2 separate regions of the Sus scrofa genome follow, and region 2 is linked to region 1. The links are chromatin contacts, called in public Hi-C maps. All regions are on one chromosome and are shown on one strand. Each heading gives the region's core, a stretch centred on a gene start, on an enhancer-like site or on the middle of the called end of the contact. The rest is flanking DNA. Distances are from core to core; before and after follow the strand shown. Region 1 holds the start of CD72 (CD72 molecule). Region 2 overlaps TLN1 (talin-1).

What was found. Hi-C and Micro-C count contacts between places; a contact is called where the count stands out from the background.
Region 2: a Hi-C map of blood shows a contact between it and region 1, with 1.9 times the contacts expected there. The contact joins the enhancer-like site here to the promoter of CD72 in region 1. A contact is called at or near these places in 7 of 47 Hi-C or Micro-C datasets (blood, embryonic fibroblasts, epiblast stem cells and 3 more) and 2 of 2 datasets of contacts at active chromatin or transcription factors (alveolar macrophages and skeletal muscle).

Annotation. Positions count from the first base shown.
Region 1 is chr1:236,352,061-236,357,226 of Sscrofa11.1, forward strand. It overlaps CD72 (CD72 molecule), which reads right to left and starts at 1,368. Exons shown (of 9, transcript NM_001097493.1): 1 at 1,287-1,368; 2 at 1,084-1,191; 3 at 395-466. The coding sequence starts at 1,368.
Region 2 is chr1:236,431,608-236,436,838 of Sscrofa11.1, forward strand. It overlaps TLN1 (talin-1), which reads right to left. Exons shown (of 57, transcript XM_021065688.1): 18 at 4,413-4,580; 19 at 3,928-4,222; 20 at 3,313-3,479; 21 at 2,338-2,466; 22 at 1,784-1,900; 23 at 1,569-1,682; 24 at 1,231-1,365; 25 at 954-1,082; 26 at 414-516; 27 at 60-268. Among named protein-coding and RNA genes, the nearest start is that of TLN1, 17 kb to the right of the region's middle. Within about 2 kb of position 1,749, at least 2 of the 83 cell types and tissues checked have an H3K27ac peak or open chromatin away from gene starts, as enhancers often do.

The sequences.
Region 1 (5,166 bases), core at 118-2,617:
GGAGCACGCATGGTGGTTTCTGTCCCGCAGAGTTTCTGCAGGTAGCGGAGGGAAGGTGTTCCAGAAGTAGGGCTGGGCATTGTTACTGGTAAGGACTGACTGAGGCGCACTACCTGGTAGGACCTGGAACTAAATGTCAGATGGAGACCGGGGAGAGGGCGAAGAAGGGAATGCGGACCAGAGTAAGGTCAGTCCCTGGCCAGACCTGCACACCTCCGAGCGGAGCACTACCACCCATGGGAGCGGGCGCTCGCACGTGACTCCCGCGACCACCCTCGCGGACCCTGGAGGGGGAGCGGCGGGGAAAGGCGCCCAGCACGAGGTCCCGCGCGCGGCCCCGCCGGGCGGAGGGCGGAGGGCGGCGCGCGCGTGGCGAGGAGCGTGCGTTACTCACGCGGGAGAATCCGCCTGGCAGCTGGTGACGTCGAGGAGCTCCAGGCGGCCGTTGGCTGCTCAGTCTGCGCCCCTGCGGAAGGGAGCGGTCCCAGGTTGAAGACAGGAAGGCCGGGGAAAAGCCCCTTCTCCCTCCCCGACCCCCCTCACCGCGGCGAGATCCCAGTCGGTCCTAAGGTGCCTTCTGCCACTGCTCCGGGACACCCTTAGCGGTGCCCGGGGTCCCCGGAGTTCCTCTTCTCCCCTGGGACTGTCGTGTTCCTCCTGGGTCTTACCTTGTTCTTCCCGGGGGACCCTCTGTCGCCCTCCTGGGTCTCCCTTTATCTTTTCCTCAGGGGCCCCTCATTTGCCTGCCCCAAACCCTCTCCCCAGGAGTGCACTCACCCTTCTCCCCTCCCCTCCCTTCTCTCTCCCGGGACCCCCCATTTCTCATTGGAGCGCAGCTCCCCACAGGGCTGCCCTGGTCCTTCGTCAAAGCCCTAGCTCCCCACTGGGATCCCCCACACACACACCCTCGGAGCTTCATCCTTCCCTGGCCCCCATAAGTGGTGTTCACTCTCTTCCTGAGAACACCTCTCCTCTCCAAGGGTATTGTCCTCCCAAGAATGCTGAGGACGCCCCAGCTCAAGACACAGCACCACCCCCACCACCCCACCCCAGGCAGACACACATCCCCTGGGCTCTCCAGACCTGTGTTGTTCCCTAATCCAGAAGGAGCCAAGATCGAGGGCCCCCCTGGGCCTGGGGGCACTTGAACATTCTCATAGGTGAGTTCTCCATCTTCATCAGCCTCTGGGTCTGGAGAGGAGAGAAAAGGTGGGATCTGGGTGTGGAAGGAGGGGCAGGAAGGAGGTTGGAGATGCAGCATCAAGGCGACATTCATCCACCCTTACCCTGTCCTAGGCGGCTGGAGACGCTCTTCTTCAGGGGAGCCTTCACAAACCGCAGGTCTGCGTAGGTGATGGCCTCAGCCATGATCCTGGGGACCTCTGCTCCCACCTGTCTCCCCCCTCTTCCACGGGCTCCAGGCTTTCCTTGCCACTTTCCCCTCTGTCCCTTCACACTTTTAGGTTCTGTGTTCCCTCTGTGACTACACACAGCTTAGTGCTTTGCCTTGTGACTTACAGTCACAAAAGAGGAAGATATGAGCTGGTCTCAGACAGATGGGTTCAGTGAAGCAAACGGGACCCCTGATCCCCAGTTAGAGGGGCAGGGGAGGGGAAATTGAGGTCCAGAGCATGGGGTTTGGGGTTGTGAGGTGTCACAGAAACATTACTGAGGCTCATTCCTGTGTCCTGCCTGTGCTCCCCTTTCATGCATCCCAGACCCACTTTGGCAGAGCTGGGCTTCAAACACCCACCCTCATCCTCTCCCTTGATTTGCCCCACATTCCTCACCTCACTTCCCAGTCCGGAGGCTTTCTGTGTGTAGTCAGAGCTTTTTTGTGCTGAGCTGTCTATGGAGTATCTCCCCAGTCATTGCTTCTCGGGAGGAAGGGGGGTGTCCTAGCAATGGGGTTCATCCTGGCGTTCCCCGCAGGTGTGGGTTCCCAGAAAAGGGTCCCTGATTTGGTGGGACTTTTCTCTCCGTCAGTTTGGGGGTTGGGGGGATGGGCCCAGCTCCCCTCCTGCTGTAGTCCTAGACAGCTGCCAAGAATCCCACATACAGGGAAGTTCTCGATCCAAAGCTCTTCCTGGGAATGTGGCAATCCTTGGGAGGATGCAGAAAATCTGGGACCAAACTGATTCTCTTATGTAAACACCCCTCGACTCTCTACTCTCGCTTCGCAGCCTTTCCCCCTCCACCCTTTTTGCCCTACTGACAGTCAGCCCCTTCCTCGTTCCATCCTACCCTCTGGCCACTCATGGAAACCTCTGTGTTCTAATATCTAAGCTGGACCCAGCAAGCTGAGTCCAGGAGGCAGAAGCTCTGGGACAGGCTGGACTGGAGTGAGGGACACCCCTGCTTGTGCTCCTCTGGAACAGCCTGGAGCACTGACTGTTCGTGCACCTTGTCAGGGGTCAGGGGTCGGGCAAGCAAAGGTCTTGCACATGGATGAAGTTGGGCCAGAGCTTCTCAGAGGGGAGGCAAAGAAACAGGGCAGGGCTGGGTTCTGAATGGGCAGACTGAAACAGCCAAGGTTTTGATATTTCCTTGCTTTGATTTTGGTTCCTCTCTTACTTCCCTAGTAAAGTTCTTCCTTTTAAAAAGTCCCTACTTTGTCCCTTTACACCCAGCCCCACTGAAAAAAGGGCATTTGTAGGGGAAAACCAGGGACAGAGAGGCCTGTCTGATGGAGAGGAAACAGTGGGGGAGGAGGGCCTGCTGAGCAGTGGTGTTGAGGTGCTCCCTAAAGTTCTTTTACCAGGATGTGACCACCCAAAGGGTTCACTGGGGTTAAGAGCCTGGAACAAGACCAGGTATGGAGCGGGGAAAAAGCCCACCCCTGGCAGGTGACATCCGCCCCCTGAGACCCGGGGCCCCACTGCAGCTGTGGGCAGGAAAAAGGAAGGAGAAAGAGTTCCTCACCACACACTAACTGCTTGTCGTGTACAGTTAGTGGGGTGTGGAGGGGCGCTGTGAGGGGCCTATGAGTCTGTCGAGAGTTCTGCCTAACAGCGTTACCCGGCCCACTCCAGAAGAAGTTCCCACTGACACAGACGCCCACATTTATCACCTGAGAAATGTGTCCGAGGGAGAGGCAGATGTCCGCATGTTTGTGAGGCTGCTGGCATACACACGCATCCCCAGATCTCTGCAGTCTGTGTGAGGCCAGCCTCTCCACCCAAGCCTGTCTGGAGGGTCAGACACAGAAGAGATTTTGTGACCTGAAGGGGGCCAGTGATCGCTGTGGGTTTTTTCCCACAGTGGGAAATGACAGGCCATTTTCAGAAGTCCTAAAATGTCATGGGAAGGGAGTTCCCTTCATGGCTCAGTACCCCGAGGATGTGGGTTGGATCCCTGGCCTCATTTAATGGGTTAAGGATCCGGCACTGCTGTGAGCTGTGGTTTGGTGAGACACAGCTCAGATGCCGCGTTGCTGTGGCTGTGGTGTAGGCTGGCTGCTATAGCTCCGATTCAACCCCTAGCCTGGGAATTTCCATATACTGCGAGTGTGACAACCTCCCCCCCCAAAAAAAGTAGGTCCTGGGGACAGATTCTACAAATATTTCCTTTTTAAGACTCACTGTTTCCTTGGGTGTCCCTGCAGCTGTTAACATCCCTGCTTGATTGAAGTTTCCAACAACCCAGTCCCCTCCCCCAGATAAGGACGGAGGTGTGTGTTGGGGACTCCCTGGGGGCCTCTGGGGGCCTGTGAGAGTAAGTGGGAGTGTATAGCAGCTGGTGGCAGGGGTGGGTGGGGACCATCAGAAACTTGCATCTGTGGTGCACAGCGCATGGGGGAGGGGACAGCATGTGTGTAAATCAGTTGCAGGGACACTTGGAGGAATTCGATAAATTGGAGATGATGTCCCAGTTTTCAGAACCAATACACACCAGGGCCTAGATTAGATGCCAGGTAAAATGCCCAAACCAAGCTTCCAGTATGCACTCAAAAGAAGTATCAGCAGGCATGCTGCCTAACTGAACCCTTGGTGAGGCTTCAGAAGGGAGAATGCCCAGATGGGAATGGATGAGCTAAACTGCAAGCCCACAGTGCCTTGGATGTCTTAGGCCAGCTGGGCCTGTGTTTCTGTCCTCTTTAGCTCTTTTGCTGCTGGTTACACATCTTCAGACATTCTGCATCCCCTCAGTCCTAGACTGTTGTGTAGCCTTCCTTCATGAACAGGGTATGAGAGCAGAGTCTACCTCTTTTCCCGTGTGTATCTCATGGGGTCTTTGCAACACTGACACTCAAATTTCCTTTCAAGGCTGGTCATTAGAAAGGACACTTGTCATTCTGAGCCACACCTTACCTGCCCACGTATCAGGAATGCCTGGGAGCTTCTCAGAGCTGAGGGGCTAGTGCTGTACATTTCAGCTTTTCCAGGATCATAATTTCAGCTTAGATCCTAGAGGAAAAATACCAAAGCCCATTTCTTGTCTCTCCTGACCCCTTCATGATTATTTCAGAGAGTGAGTGCTTTTTTTTTTTTTTTTCCCCAGTCACCCCTGCAGCATATGGAAGTTCCTGGGCCAGGGATTGAATCTGAGCCAGAGCTGTGACCTACACCACAGCCATGGCAGCGCTGGATCCTTAACCCACTGTGCCAGGCCAGGGATTGAACCAGTGCCTCCACAGAGACAAGCTGGATCATTAACCCGCTGCACCACAGTGAGAACTCCAGGGAGTAGATTCTTAAAGTAGACAAGAGGAGGCAGCCCAGCTCTGAGGGCATCGGGAAACAGTTTACTCTGTGGGAAGGGGCTGATCTATATAAACATTAGTGAAGTCCAGCCAACATCAGGAGGTCAAGGAAGTCTCTCAAACTTTAAAAGTTCTGTCCATCTTCATCACCTTTATTTTTTTCTTTTTATGGCCACACCTGCAGTATATAGGAGTTCCCAGGCTAGGGGTTGAATTAGAGCTGCAGCTGCCAGCCTACATCACAGCCACAGCTACGCCAGATCCAAGCCATGTCTATGACCTACAACCACAACTCATGAGCAAGGCCAAGGATCAAACCTGCATCCTCATGGATACTAGTCGGGTTCTTAACCTGCTGAGGCACAACGGGAACTTCTCATCTTCATCACTTTAAGCCACTGACTCCTCCAGGAGGACCTATCTACAGACAGGGTGTGACAGAATAAAGGCCTCCCCTAAATGTT
Region 2 (5,231 bases), core at 499-2,998, 80 kb after region 1:
TGGGCCTTCTGATGGGATCTGGGGGAGAGGGAGGAGGTGGCCCCCTCCCAGGACCTGACCTGGGCAAGCCGCTGCTGGCTCTCAGGGTCCCCTGGATGGCCAGCTGCCTTTTTCGCCTCCTCGATGAGACTGCTGGCCTTGTCCAGGACGTCACTGGCTGTGTCAAGCACAATGGCTTGCACCGCAGGGTCTGATGTCAGGGCAGCTACACCCCTAGCGGCTTGGGCCAGTGACCGCAGCCCACCTGCCACTTCCCGAGCAGCAATACCTGGGGAGGGAGGGAGACAAGGAGAGAGGAAGGAAGGGAAGAGGCACCCTCACTGCCAGGCCCTGGCGCTGGTTTCCCCCACTCATCCCGCTCTGGTTCCCCATCCTCCTCACCGCATGCCTCATTTCTGGCCCTGCCCACATACCTGCATAATTCTCATTGCCCTGGGCAACCTCCCCCAGCAGCTGGGCAATGGCGGAGCTGACTGCTTTGGTGCTGTTGCCCAGGTCCTGGGCACATTTCTCCATCTAGGGATGAAGGAGAGACTGGGAGACTCAGGTACAGGAGGAACAGGGGAGGGGGAACTTGAGAAGCTACTTAGGGACAGATGGCAGGTTAAATGGAGGTTCTGGGCAGCTCCAGGACTTTGGGCACAGGTAAGAAGACTTCGGGGCTTGAATAAGAATGAGCTCTTATGGGAGTTCCTGACGTGGCTCAGTGGTTAAGGAATCCGACTAGGAACCATGAGGTTGCGGGTTCGATCCCTGGCCTCACTCAGTGGGTTAAGGATCTAGCATTGCCGTGAGCTGTGGTGTAGGTCGTGGGCGAGGCTCAGATCCCAAGTTGCTGTGGCTGTGGCGTAGGCCAGCAGCTGCAGCTCTGATTTGACCCACAGCCTGTTAACTTCCCCGTGCTGCGGGTGCAGCCCTAAGAAAAAAAACAACACGTTCTTACGAATACCCACCGTCTCGCCAGGTAAGGGTTTAAGCTTGCCATCTCGAGCTGCTGCCTTCACTTCCTGCAGGTCTCTCTCTAGGTTCTGTACCACGCTCAGAGCAGAATCCATCTCCAAAGGCCCACATGCTTCCTGAGCCTACAAAGTGGGGTTTGAGATGTAGGAGGTACAGCTGTCTCACTGGTGCCTCAGGTTACACTATTATCCACTTTAGGATATCTGAACAGATTCTCCATCATTCCGGGTCCCCACCCTCATCTTCCCAAGAGACGGCCAGCTTCCATACCTTCTGGGCAGCGGTACGGAGTTCGGCCAACGCAGTGCCGAGGTTTTTCGCACACTGACTCAGCTGCATGGCTGAAGCCTGGTCCTGAATTGTTGGCACCGAGGCCTTCGCGGCTGCCACCATCTTCCCACCTGGCTGTTGGGGAACAGGTGGGCAGCTGAAGTGCACCATATGCCCTCTGGGCCTGGGTACAGGGGCCTGATGATGGTCAGGATGTGGTGAGCATTGGGCTCAGTATTGGAAGAGAGACTATGGCTGAGATTTAACTTGACTACATCAGAGCTCTTGGAGGAGAGAGTGGGAAGGGTCTGGTGAGTGGTGAGCGGAGGGTGCCTTGCCTGCAGGAAGCTCTGGCTGGCGGCAATGAGGGCGAGCTGAGCGCTGGGACTGTCGGGCTGGGCTTGGCTCCCTCGGACGCCCTGCACCAGCAGTGGAATCTGCTCTGCCACAGCCTGTTGGTGAAAAGGTTATGAGAGCCACTTCCCCACAGGCGGGGGGACTTCCCCCTCCCCACAGGCCGCCTCCCGCCCCCGCATGCTTCCTGGCATCTCACCTTGCAGCTCTGCACCAGCAGTGGCTGGGGGCCAGCTGTGGTCTTGGGGGTGGAGGCAGCATGTTGGGCGGCAGCGATGGTCTGTGTAGCCGAGGCTGCAGCCTGCTTGGCTGCGTGCTTTAAGGGCAGAATAGTGAGGACAAGGCCCAGACATTCCCATACCTGATCCTTGGCTTACCCTGCCCACGATATCCCCTAAGGAAATTTTCTTTTTTTTTTTTTTTGCTTTTTAGGGCTGCCCTCGCGGCACATGGAGATTCCCAAGCTAGGGGTCTAATCGGAGCTACAGCTGCCAGCCTACGCCAGAGCCACAGCGACACCAGATCTGAGCCATGTCTGCGACCTACACCACAGCTCACGGCAATGCCGGATCCTTAACCCACTGAGTGAGGCCAGGGGTTGAACCTGCAACCTCATGGTTCCTCATCAGATTCATTTCCGCTGCGCCATGACGGGAACTCCCTCCCCCAAGGAAATATTAACCCTTTCTCCACACATCCCTCCCAGGTTCATTCCTCCTACAGCACCTACACTAGCCTGTTTTCCAGCCTCACCTCCAGGCGCTGCACCAGCTTCTTCTTGATGGCATTCTGTGCAGCCACGTTGGTCGCCATGCGGAGACCTTCAGCTGCTTCGCGAAGGCGCTGCTGCTGCTCCTCACTGTCAGGATGGGCGGCTGCTCCCTGAGAGGTGGTGGGAGGGACAGTTACGCCCAGCATCTCTGTGGATCCTCAATAAGCTCTTCTCTGACCCCTCCAAACTCAAGTATATTTTCCTGAAATCATTTCTAACTATCCCCGCTGAAAGGTGGTTGAGATGGGCTGCCTCTGGTGGGCAGATGGGGAGCCTCGGGGGGACCCTGGCTTCCATCTGTGATGCTGAAAGCCCTTCCTCAGGTAGAACTGTTTGTGCTTCCCCGCTTTAGGGAAGGGGCCAGATTTCTTCCTCACTCCCCACAAAATACTACTGCAAACGGGGATGAGCAGGGCTCTCTGGAACAAGGAGGACACAGTTTAGAGCAGGGATCTCAAGGGTCCGATAGCAGGGGCCCTGGTTGTTCCTGCAAACTGAAGAGCCCCAGAGCCCAGGAATCTTTTGGCTTCTTCCTCATGGTCCTCTGCAACCTTGTGTCCCTGTGTCCGACTGCCTTGTCCTTCTCTGTGCGGCTAGCGCGGAGCCCCCAGGACTAATGCTCGTGTGCATTCACAGAAGCCCAGGAAGCAGAGGGATCCAGGAAGCAGGCAGGTGGTGGCAGCAAAGTAGGGGAAAGTAGGAAGTGCAGACCTTGGACTCAGAAGGAAAAGGGCACTGTTTCCCGTTCGTCAGTGAGGACTCTGGGCGTTACACTGGCTGGCAGCCTGGCGCCACCCGCCCGCTGCCTAGGGTGCATTTACTCCCTCAGTGCTCCCATATGTGCTGTCTTGTATCTTCTGCTTTTCCTGGGTCTCTCCCGTAAATGGGGGTGACCATCGGGACCTTTCTACTTCCCTCCGGGCCCCGGTCTGGGGTCTGCACAGAAGGCTCTCTACCTTGGCAGCCTCCACCATCTTGGCTGTGGCGTCGGCCAGGATCTTGGCGGCGCTTAATAGCTTGCGGGAATTCTCCAGATCGCTCTCCCCCTCGGCATCAGCCTTGATGGCATTGACCAGGTCAGAGGTGGCTTGGGCCAGGATGCGCGCCTGTCGCACCATCTCACCTGAGACACACAGGCAAAGTCAGAGAAGGGAGCAGAGACACTGAGAGGGTGTTAGAGAGAGGGACGTGGTGCAGATGAGGCCAGTGGGGCTCTTAGGGATAGTCAGGAGAGACAAAAAAGTTCTTGAAGTGACTTCCCTGGAGTTATGAGAGGATGAGGCTCTTGGTGAAGGATTTTGGGGGTGAAGGAGTGGCGTAAGGGCAGCTAACTCTTAATAAAGCCACTTTCTCTTTTTGTGTACACTGTGGTTTGTTATTTAAATGCACCAAGGAAGGCAGAGAGATTATATTCCTGTTTTACATATGGGGAACCAGCTGGAGGTTTCAGCTGTTCAACACCCAGCCTGCTGTGCTGAGTCAGGGGGAGGGGGGTGGATCTGCAAGGGAAATGTCCAAGGGGCCTGGGAACCTCGTTGGGCTCTCTGTCTCCTGGGGGAGAGTGTCCTTACCAGCATCGCCCATGGAGCTAAAGATGTTCTCAGTGACAGTGAGAATGGTGTCAGTGGCCTGGTCATAGCGGCCAGCAGGCCCGGCCCCTGTGGCGTGGGCCCTCACGTGCTGCAACAGCTCATTCAGGGCCTGGGTGACAGCTGTGGCTGCCGCTCCCACTCCTCGCAACAGCTGCCCATCTTCTGTGGCGGCCTGGGAGGCGGACACACAGCCCTCCACGGCTTTGGCCACTAGTCGACCGGCTTCCACCAGCTGTTCTTGGCAGACAGGGGAGCTGATCGTAGGTGCCACCACCTGTGGGCAAAGCGAGTGTCAGAGAGGTAGACGAGGGCAAGGAGTCGGGAGGGTGGGGTGTTGATGGCCTTCACAACAGTCATTTGTTTGGGTAGTGAGGCCTCGGGGACCAAAGTGATAACATGAGAGGCTCCCGTATGTGTGACAGCATCACCCCTCAGCACAGGCTGGAGCAACCTCTGGGGCTCACCTTGGTACAGGCCACCAGCTGGGAGGTGGACAGGGCACACTGTGTTGCCGCAGCAATAACCTGGGTCTGAAGCCCCGAGTCCTCTGTGCGCTGGGCCACACTCTTGGCCTTGAGGACCAGGGCAGCTGCAGCGCTTGCCACAGCCTTGGCTAGTTGCATGAGCACGTCCTGTGAGAAAGCAGCGGTCAGCACGGCCTGAGATCCACCTTGGGTTCCACAGACCCTCCTTGGAGGCATAAGCGGTTTCATTAATCCCACGGACTCCAATCACAGCACCGTATGTGCAGAAGCAACCGGAACCTACCCCAAGCCCCTGCCTCGAGCACCGAGTAGGACAGAACCCCCACCGAGGAACAAACCCACACCGAGAGAAACAGAGCCTACACCAAAGGAAGAGATGCATGAGGCGGATACACTCGGACGGCGATGGGGAGGGCAGGCGGGCAGTGCTGTTTCAACGGGACAGACGGAGGAGGGACCTCTGGGGTCCCCCCTGCCCCTAGCGTCTTTCCTCCGCTTCGTCTCAATCTTGGGTAGAAGCAGTCACCCCGGGGAGCAAGTCTCTACCCTCCCTGATCCCATTTTCTCAAGTCCTGCCTGTGCCGTGCCTCCCCAGCTCCCGTCACGGTCTGCTCCCCCAGGAGGCCTGGGGAGGGGGCAGAGCGAGTGTATGCGGCTCAGAGAGGACAGAGCTGGGAAGGTCCAGGCCAGAGGCCATTACCGTGGGGGGATCGGGGGGAGATCGAACCCCAGCCCCTCTGGGTGCACATATCTGCGTGGGAAATCCAGGATGACAAATCAGCTGAGGACACTGGCAGG